2 separate regions of the Mus musculus genome follow, and region 2 is linked to region 1. The links are chromatin contacts, called in public promoter capture Hi-C maps. All regions are on one chromosome and are shown on one strand. The core of a region is the stretch at or near the end of the contact, and the rest is flanking DNA. Distances in the headings are between cores, read along the strand shown.

Region 1 (4,545 bases), core at 759-3,258:
CTCTGTTCTACACACCCACGGAAGACTGGCTCTCAAAACCACCCCTCTAGCTCCTACCCTCCCTGGATGCTCAGAGCTCTTCCTAACTGCCTGGCAAGAACTTCGAACTTCATGACACAACTGCTCCTCCACACAGGTGGGGGCGGAGTGGGGAAGCATCTACCACAATTACTTTTGATCCCCGAAACCAAGGATCCTTCGTACACTCATCTCCTGAGTCCATCTATGTACAGGGAAGGAAGACTATATGGGTGATGGTAGTCCTTTCTGGGTTTTGTTTAATGTTTTGTTGTTGTTGTTGTTTGGTTTTTGTCTGTATGGTTGGTTTTGTTTTGTTTTGTTTTTTCCCAGACAGGATCTTACTATGTAGCTCTAGCTGTCCTGAAACTCACTACGTAGGCCAGGCTGGCTTCTCCCTCACAACTGCTGGAATTGGACTAGTGTGCACTGCTACAGTCTGGCTCCAGGTCTTTAATTAAAGTAATGTGCATGCACGTGTGCTTACATTAAACCCTGCTGATGGGTTCAGATAATCCTTTCGACTCCTGATCCCCACTCCCTTCATTCCTATTGTAACCACCATCACCCCACCCCACCCCACCCCAGCTATCTAAAGACCTTATATATCTACTCCAAGTCTGAAGTCTCACCCTCAACCAACTCACCAGGTGGAACTGCATGTGGTGCTTTCAGTAGAAGCGAAGCTGTCTCCAACAGCTTCTCCTACATGTTGAAATAGAAAGCTATAGGCCTGCAATGACTCAGAAGATAAAGGTGCCTGTGACCAAGCCTTGTGGCCTGAGTTCGAGCCCTGGAACCCACAGAAGAGCCTAAGGAGAGAAACGACACCCTGACCCCTTCCCCAGTTGTTCTCTGTTCTCCACGAGCCAGGAGCAGCACGCCCCACCCCAAATACACAACATGTAATAAAAATGTTTAAATAATGCAGTCCCTTCTGCGGCGCTCACGCGTCTTACTTCATTAGCAAATTAGTCTGAGGTCTCTTTTCTGGATTCTCTGAGCTTTAAGCTTTGCACTCCTGGCCAACAGGCCTACTCGCTCCCAGAATGTTGTACATTCTCATCCTGAGTTTTTGCAGTTTCCTGTCTGGAATATGGCCTCCTCCATTGTCCACACACTGTATACCAGCTATGACAAGCCCCAGGTAAACAAAACAGCCCCTAACTACGTTCAACAAGCGCCCCTCCTCCAGCTTCTGTTGAGAAGGTGCTGTTCTGGTAGCCAGTAGCCAATGAACATGTCTTTGTGAGCAATGTCCCAGTGTTACCATCTCAGTGCACCCAGCACGTAGTGGAGCCCACCCAAGGGGTGGATTCTTTATTCTCTCTGAACCTCAATTCCTCAGATAAAGAGAGAACCTTTAGAACCGCACCCCCAGAGATCACCGTTAAGCTAAGACAAGGAACAATTAAGTCTGGCCAGAGTAAATATGCACCGAGGCATAAAAGCTGGTTTTGCTCTTAAAGGTAGCAGCCACTTAAGCTCTTAGACTCAATGATCTGCAAAAAAGCTGCATCGCCCGCACGGGTTAGTAAACCCAGGTACTCTCGGTCCTGCGACCAGACTAACAATGGCTGAAACGCTTTCTGCACAGTGCTTGGCACAAGAGATCGCTAAGCATTCGCGCTCCAGCTGTTAAGTGGTGCCGCCCGGCCACTGAGCCATGGCGTGGTCTGAGGTCCCCAGAATCCCCTGGGTGAGTCTAGAGGCCCCCTCCCGCCGCGGAGGACAACCAGGGCGGCGGGAAGCAGGATCACGTGTGGCGCGATGCTACTCACTGAGCCACAGCTCCAGCGCCGCCGCTGCCCCAGGGCCGCCCTCCGCCGACTCGGTCCCTGCCGGGGATCCGGTCCCCGCTGCCACTGCCGTCGCTGCCATCTGCCCAGCCCAGCGCTGCGGCCGCAGTCACTCCTGCCCAAAAGCTGCAGCCACCGCCGCCGCCTAGCCTTCGCTCCAGCTGCCGACGCGGCAGACACTGAGAGGCACGTGACGGGGCGGGCCCTATTGGACACGCCCATTTCTGGGCCCTGTCCCGCCCCCACGCACCTCCTCCCGGCCACCTCCAACTCACGAGGTCTTTTTTTTTTTTTTTTTTTTTTTTTTTTGTGCAAGACCACTTGAAAGGTCAAAAGCCAAGCTAGTTAGGTATTGATTGTCCCCTCTTCTTCAGAAGCAGGGTTCCCAGAAAAGATACTGGACGCCTGGCTAAATCTGAATTTCAGATAAAGAATCATTCTTTCAGCATTTTTATTAGGGTCTTCTCCGAGTATGTATCTTCCATTCGGGTTTCTGACACACTTTTTTTTGATGACACATTGCATCATAATTCATAAAACAGTTATTTTTATGAAAAGATACTTTTCTCAAAAAAACAGGTCAGAGGCAGGCGGATCTCTGAGTTTGAGGCCAGCCTGGTCTACAAAATGAGTTCCAGGACAGTCAAGGCTACACAGAGAAACCCTGTCTCGAACACCCATCCCCCCCCAAAAAAAAGAAATAAAAAACAGGTCGTGATTCTCATACCCTAAAAAGTGAACACATTAATTATATATAAACATACCTTTTTCTAACTGTTTTGAGTTAAGGTCTCATGTAACCAGCTGGCTTTGATCACTGCATAGCTGAGGAGGACCCAGAATTCTTGGTCATCCTGCCACTGTGGTACAAACTTGATTACAAGAATGTACTACCAGTACAGCTTTGTTGTTATGGTTTTTGTTTTTGCTTTTGAGAAAGGGTTTCTCATACTCATTAGTCCAAGATGGCCTTTGAATGATAAAAGCTAAGATCCTAAAAACCTGTAGTAAAATCCTTTTGCCTCAACCTCCCAAAAGCTGGAACTACAGGTGTGAGCTACCATGCCAGCCTAACATGAAATATTTTCCTTTATTTAACTCTTGAACTTAAATGAAGGAATCAAGTAGATGTTGTATTAATATGTCCACAAGAAAAGCCAAAGAGAAAAATCTATGTAAAAATAAAGGACTGTTGAGACAAACATGCAAATGGGCATAAGACTGGCTCCAGCCAGTGGAGAAAGAGGTCTGTCCAGTGGACAGGATTAATATGCATGTCTAGAGGCCAGCATAATTTTGCCATTGCTGTCAATGATCTACTACTAACAACTCTGCTAAGACTGAAGGAGGCCTTAGCCTGGAAGGCAGTCAAGACTGCGCACGAGGTCCCTCTGAAGCACCAGATCCTTCCACACTGTCCCTATCATTCCCCACCCTCAATGTCACACCCCAGTACATACACACACACACACACACACAGAAGGATTTTAATTTGCATAGACCTGGACCACCAGCATACCAAATGGGGCTTGGCATACCAGTAAGTATCTGTTGAATGGACACATAAATAGTGGGGACAGTCAGGGGTAACTCTAGGACTTTAGGCATATCATAATCCCAAATGTACAAACATTTTTTTAAGTTTTTATTTGTATGTGTGTTTTGCCTGCATATATATCTATGCACCACATGCAAGCCTGGAGCCTGAAGAGGCCAGAGAGTGTGTCAGATTCCCTGCAACTGGAATTGTAGACAGTCCTGAGCTGCCATGTGGGTGCTAGGAATTGAACCTGGGTCCTCCAAAAGAGCAATACATACTCTTGACCACTGAGCAACCTCTACAGCCCTACTTTTAATCTTTTAAACACTATGCATATGTATGTGCATATGTGTGATATGCATGTCGGTACAGGCACACGCATGCCACAGTGTGCTTATGGAGCACAGAGAACAGTTTTATCGAATTGGTTTTCTCCTCCCACCCTTAGGTGCCTTCTCAAGATGGAAGTCATATCATTATGCTTATATGGCAATCACTTTTACCTGCGGAGCCCGTGAGAGGGCTGCAAATATTTATGTTTAAATAGACATTTGCTGTCATGGCCATGACGGTACACACTTGTAAATGGAGCACTCAGGAGACTGAAGCAAGATTGTGAGTCAGACTGTACAGTGAGACCCTGTATCAAATAAGTACTATGAACAAGTACTAAGTACAAAGAAGCTGTTCATAGTAGTTGTTACCTATAGTCACAGCACTAGGAAGGATGAGACAGGAGGATCCTGAGTTTGAGGCTAACCTAGGCCTACATCAGTGAGACCCCATATCAAGAAAAACAAGGGCTGGTGAGATGGCTCAGGGGGTAAGAGCACTGACTGCTCTTCAGAAGGTCCTGAGTTCAAATCCCAACAACCACATGGTGGCTCACAACCACCCGTAATGAGCTCTGTCGCTCTCTTCTGGTGAGTCAGTGTACTTATGTATCCAGAGTGAGCAGGGCCTACCGAAGAGAGCAGAGGTCCTAAAAATTCCATTCTCAACAACCACATGAAGGCTCAGACCCATCTGTATAGCTACAATGTACTCACATACATAAAATAAATGAATCAATCTTTAAAAAACAAACAAACAAACAAACAAACAAGAACACTTGGTGTGATGTACTTAGTTTCTAACTAACCCTGTCCACATACCTGACACGCTGGTATCCTTAACAATCTTGAACAC
Region 2 (5,210 bases), core at 2,630-5,129, 980 kb after region 1:
GACTTTGAGTCTGAAGAAGAAGATGTTAAAACCACACAACCTATACAGAGTGTAGGGAAACCATCGAGTATTATAAAAAATGTCACTACTAAGCCATCGGCTACGGCTAAGTACACCGAGAAGGAAAGCGAGCAGCCCGAGAAACTGCAGAAGCTTCCCAAGGAGGCGAGCCACGAGCTGATGCAGCACGAGCTCAGGAGCTCAAAGGGCAGTGCGTCCAGTGAGAAGGGCAGAGCCAAGGACCGGGAGCACTCAGGGTCGGAGAAGGACAACCCTGACAAGAGGAAGAGCGGTGCCCAGCCAGACAAGGAGAGCACTGTGGACCGCCTGAGTGAGCAGGGACATTTTAAGACTCTCTCTCAGTCTTCCAAAGAGACCAGGACTTCAGAGAAGCACGAGTCTGTTCGTGGTTCCTCAAATAAAGACTTCACTCCTGGTAGAGACAAGAAAGTGGACTACGACAGCAGGGATTATTCCAGTTCCAAGCGAAGAGACGAGAGAGGTGAATTAGCAAGGAGAAAAGACTCTCCTCCCCGGGGCAAAGAGTCTCTGTCTGGGCAGAAAAGCAAGCTGAGGGAGGAGAGAGATTTACCTAAAAAGGGGGCCGAGTCAAAAAAAAGTAATTCTAGCCCCCCAAGAGACAAAAAGCCTCATGATCATAAAGCCCCCTACGAAACTAAACGCCCATGTGAAGAGACAAAGCCTGTAGATAAAAACTCTGGGAAGGAGCGGGAGAAGCATGCTGCTGAAGCTCGCAATGGGAAAGAGTCCAGTGGTGGCAAACTGCCATGTATACCTAACCCGCCAGACCCTCCCATGGAGAAGGAGCTGGCTGCTGGGCAGGTGGAGAAGAGCGCCGTCAAGCCGAAACCCCAGCTGAGCCATTCCTCGAGGCTTTCCTCTGACCTGACCCGGGAGACGGACGAGGCTGCCTTTGAACCAGATTATAATGAGAGCGACAGTGAGAGTAATGTGTCTGTGAAGGAAGAAGAAGCTGTTGCCAGTATCTCCAAGGACTTGAAAGAGAAAACAACAGAGAAAGCGAAAGAGAGCTTGACTGTAGCAACGGCCAGCCAGCCAGGTGCAGACAGGAGCCAGAGCCAAAGTAGCCCCAGTGTTAGTCCAAGTAGAAGTCATAGCCCTTCCGGGAGCCAGACCCGAAGCCACAGCAGCAGTGCCAGCTCAGCCGGAAGCCAGGACAGCAAAAAGAAGAAGAAGAAGAAGGAGAAGAAAAAGCACAAGAAGCATAAAAAGCACAAGAAGCACAAGAAGCACGCAGGCGCCGACGGCGACGTGGAGAAGAGCCAGAAACACAAACACAAGAAGAAGAAGGCCAAGAAGAACAAAGACAAGGAGAAGGAGAAAGATGACCAAAAAGTGAGATCTGTCACTGTGTGAAGGACGGATGTGTTAATTGACTTAATTACTAAGTCATCTGTATTAAATTCTGTTATAATGTAAAGAGATTCCAGCCTTGTAAATAATGAATGGAAGACCCTGTGCTGCACTTAAAAGTATTTGCTGCTTGATTATTTCATTTTTACATCAGAGCTTTATAACGAACTTTTGTACAGAATTGTGAGTTGTGACCATGGAACATGAGAGGTTTTGCTAGGGCCTATTATTTTTAACCACCATTAATTAGTTGGGGTGGAGTTTACTGTACTGTGAAATTTTCACATTTGAATTTTTTTAATTGCCTGGCAAATGCTGATATCAGTTCAAAAATATCAGCAGAATGATTGCTGAACTCATTACAGCCCCGTTATGTCACTTTTTGATTACAATAAAAGTTTTCAGTAAACTTTTCACTTGTTGCAAATGTATATTATTTAAAGACAGTGTCTCATTTCTTCTCTTTCCAAGATCCTTCAAGCTGAATAGACAAAATTCTAAACATTGAAAATGTACTTCAGAGAGGCCTAGTGGAAGATCTTTGTTTCTAGTAATTAGAAGTTAGGTTTCTAAAAAGGAGGGCAGGATGCTTAACCATCTAGCCATGTGGTTTTCTTAGAATTCTGTTAGGTCAATATTAAATTCCTTGATGAAACAATCCACTTAAGTGTTGTGGTTGTGCCCATTCTCTGCCCCACTGACAAAAGTAAGTAATAGTGTGAGCCTGAGGGTAGAGGGTATTCCTTCACTCTGTCTGTCTGGAACTCAGTGAAGGCACTCGGAAAGGATTTGGGGACAGGTTAAGTGGTTTTACAGAATGTGGCATGAATTGGGCCTGTCACAGTCCATGGCTAAATTGCTAGCCTGCTGTCCTAAGGTTCTGTGCTTGGAGTCTCAGTGTGTGGTACTCCATACAATTGCTGGTTCTTGGCTTTGAGTCAAGACATGTGAATGTAGTGTTTAGGGCAACATTTACCATTTAAAATTGTAAGTGATAACACTTTTTTTTTCTATTTTAAAGTGTGTGTGTCCATGGAGGGAGAGGAAGGCATTGGAGCCCTCTGTAACCAGCTGCAGTCACTCACAGCTACGTAGTTGTGAACTGTCTCATGTGGACGTTGGGAACCAAATTCAGGTCCTATGCAAGAGCAACAAGCACTTGTCACCACTGAGCCAAAGTAACATAAGTGCTAGAGGTGTGGAAGTCATCGAGAGATGCTGCCTTGGAGCCAGATCAGCTTTGCTGTGAGAGCTCAGCTCTGCCCTGATGCCAAGCACACACACCTGCTGTCAGGGCTAAGCTGTCCTGACCACTTAGGCCCACGCACAACATACTCCCACTTTTACTTTGAGGTCCTGTTTCCAACAATTGAAACTGGTTACTCACATTATTGGGCTCATTCTTGAAGCTCACCTGGCCTTCTTCACTTTAGTTGCAGCTCCACTCCTATGACAGGTTCCTGGCTACTGAACCACCTCTAAGTGTTGTGCCTTTGCAATTAAGAGCAGTTTTCCCAGCTTTGGTGGTGGTTGAACTTAGTTTACTTTTTGGTTTTTTTGGTTTTGTTTGTTTTTGTAGTCTATAGATTTGTTATGGCAACGGCCACAGAACCTGTGCCTGCCCCCTTCCCCATCTAACCCCCAAACTACCTAGATGTCGGATACTGTTTAACAGAAGCATGCAAAGGCTCAAGACATGCTCAGTGAGTTAAGTGCCTCCACAAGCCTGAGGACTTGAGTTCAATCCCTAGAACCCAAGTAAGTCTAGATATGCTACATGTGTGCTGTAACTCCAGTGTTCTACAGTGAGGGGCCACAAATGAGACACACAGGGAAGGGGGGATGGCCAACCCCAGGGTTGCCCTTTAAGGACACAGGTGCTGTGGTACATGTGTAACCACTCCCATAAACATACATGATACAGATTTTTTTAATGTATGAATGTAGCATTTGGAGGACAACTTGAAATGCTAAATAAAAGTTTTTTGTTTTGTTTTAGTTAGTATTTGTATAACCATTAAAAACACCCACAGCCCTTCATGGTACATGTGGTTTGGGTTTTTTTGTTGTTGTTTTTCTCTCCCCAACCTCAGTTGTTAATGCTAATATCTGATTGGTCCCAACTTGCACCTTATGTAGAGGAATCAGACAACAGGAAGTCTCCACCCTGTTTACTGGTCCCCAAGAAGGCCATATTGCATCTGACCATTATAAATTTACCTTTCCTTTTTAAAAATAATGGTCATTTATGTTTGTGGAGTTATGCATATGAGTGTAGTGCCCATGTGCAGGCCAGAAGAAGGTGTCAGATCCCCTGGGACTGGACTTAACAGGTGGTTTTGTTATCTTGCCCCAAAGGAGTGTTGGGAACCAAATTCAGTATACAGTATACTCTAACTGTTGAGCCATTAAGCCATCTCTCCTGCCCTTTGGGAGTTTTGTTTTTTCCAGTCTTACCACATAACCCAGACCGACCTTGAACTCTTGTTCTGTGGGTCTGATGTTGGCTTTCGTTTTTGTTTTGTACTAAGGATTGAGCCTAGAGACCTAGAGCACGCACACACACTCAAAATCTAGCTTTATGAAATCTGTGGCACAATGTTCAATATAGTCAATATAGTCTTGTGCAACAGTACACCACAACTTCGAGCTTCCTACTGAACAAAAACTTGATAGGCAACCCGATTGCCTGGCCTTCACAACCTCAATGGCTGAACACCTTAACTGCACCCTTATCTGTAAAATCAACGGTTTGTGTTACTTCTTGCTCAGACACTAACTCAAAGTGGTCAGTTACCCTATATGTAGCCCAGGCTGGCCTCCACTCCTCCAGCAGCTTCCCAAGTGCTGGACCTGCAAGTGTGAGCTGAGGGATCAGATCAACCTTTATAGCCTTATGAACAGGGTTGTGGGTAGAACCCACACGGAAGAAAGGAATCCGCTCAGACAAGTTCTCTGACCTTCACACGTGCACCCTTTGCCATGTAGATTAATAAAAATTGTAGGGGTTGGATAGATAGATGGCTTAACGGTTAAGAGCACTGACTGCTCTTCCAAGAGGTCCTGAGTTCAGTTCCCAGCAACCACATGGTGGCTCACAGCCATCTGTAATGGGATCTGATGCCCTCTTCTGGTGTGTCTGAAGAGAGTGACACTGTACTCTCATAAAATAAATCTTTATATAAAAAAAAAAGGAAAAAATTGTAAAGGATGTTTAAGAACACCCTCAAATTACAAATGCCAAGGTTTCATTCTTTTTATGACTGAACATGCTGTGCATAGTAAGTAAGTAGTATTTCATCTTTATTGGTCAAACAATTGATGGACACTTAGGAATCTTTTTTCCTTTTTTTTTTGTCTTGTGAATAGTATTACAATGGAGAAGAAGTTTTGTTTTACAAATTGGTTTAATTCCCTTTGGATGTATACACCAAATGGGTTTACAGGTATGTTTCAATACATCTGGCTAATTATTTTTTGAGATAGAGTTACCATGTTGCCTGGCCTCCTTGGCTCAAGATCTCTTACCACCCACCCACTTTCACATCTGCCCTCTGAGTAGCAGTGAGTAATTATAGGTGCACAGTACTGTCGCAGCTACTTAATCATTTTAGAAACCTTCATATTTTCCATAATGGGCTGTGCAAAATTAGTTCCTGCCAGCAATGTACAAAGACTATGTTCACATCCTCTCCAGTAGCTTAAGAGGGCCTGAGCTCAGACCTATAGAAGCCAAGAAAAACCTGACCCAGGAGCACATCTCTACAACTCAAGCACTTGTGTGATGAGATGGGAGAGACAAGAAATTCCCCAGC

What was found. Promoter capture Hi-C pulls out the DNA fragments that hold promoters and counts their contacts.
Region 2: a promoter capture Hi-C map of liver shows a contact between it and region 1, with 4 times the contacts expected there. The contact joins the enhancer-like site here to the promoter of Gga2 in region 1. A contact is called at or near these places in 4 of 39 promoter capture datasets (the 3T3-L1 cell line, liver and pre-B cells), 3 of 115 datasets of contacts at active chromatin or transcription factors (embryonic stem cells, extraembryonic endoderm stem cells and large pre-B cells) and 1 of 9 other capture datasets (embryonic stem cells).

Annotation. Positions count from the first base shown.
Region 1 is chr7:122,019,190-122,023,734 of GRCm38.p6, forward strand. Gga2 (golgi associated, gamma adaptin ear containing, ARF binding protein 2) reads right to left here and starts at 2,009. Exons shown (of 17, transcript NM_028758.2): 1 at 1,800-2,009. The coding sequence starts at 1,899.
Region 2 is chr7:123,000,747-123,005,956 of GRCm38.p6, forward strand. Rbbp6 (retinoblastoma binding protein 6, ubiquitin ligase) reads left to right here. Exons shown (of 18, transcript NM_011247.2): 18 at 1-1,826. The coding sequence ends at 1,398. Among named protein-coding and RNA genes, the nearest start is that of Rbbp6, 33 kb to the left of the region's middle. Within about 2 kb of position 3,880, at least 8 of the 459 cell types and tissues checked have an H3K27ac peak or open chromatin away from gene starts, as enhancers often do. A contact at or near this core is called in liver, where this site is marked.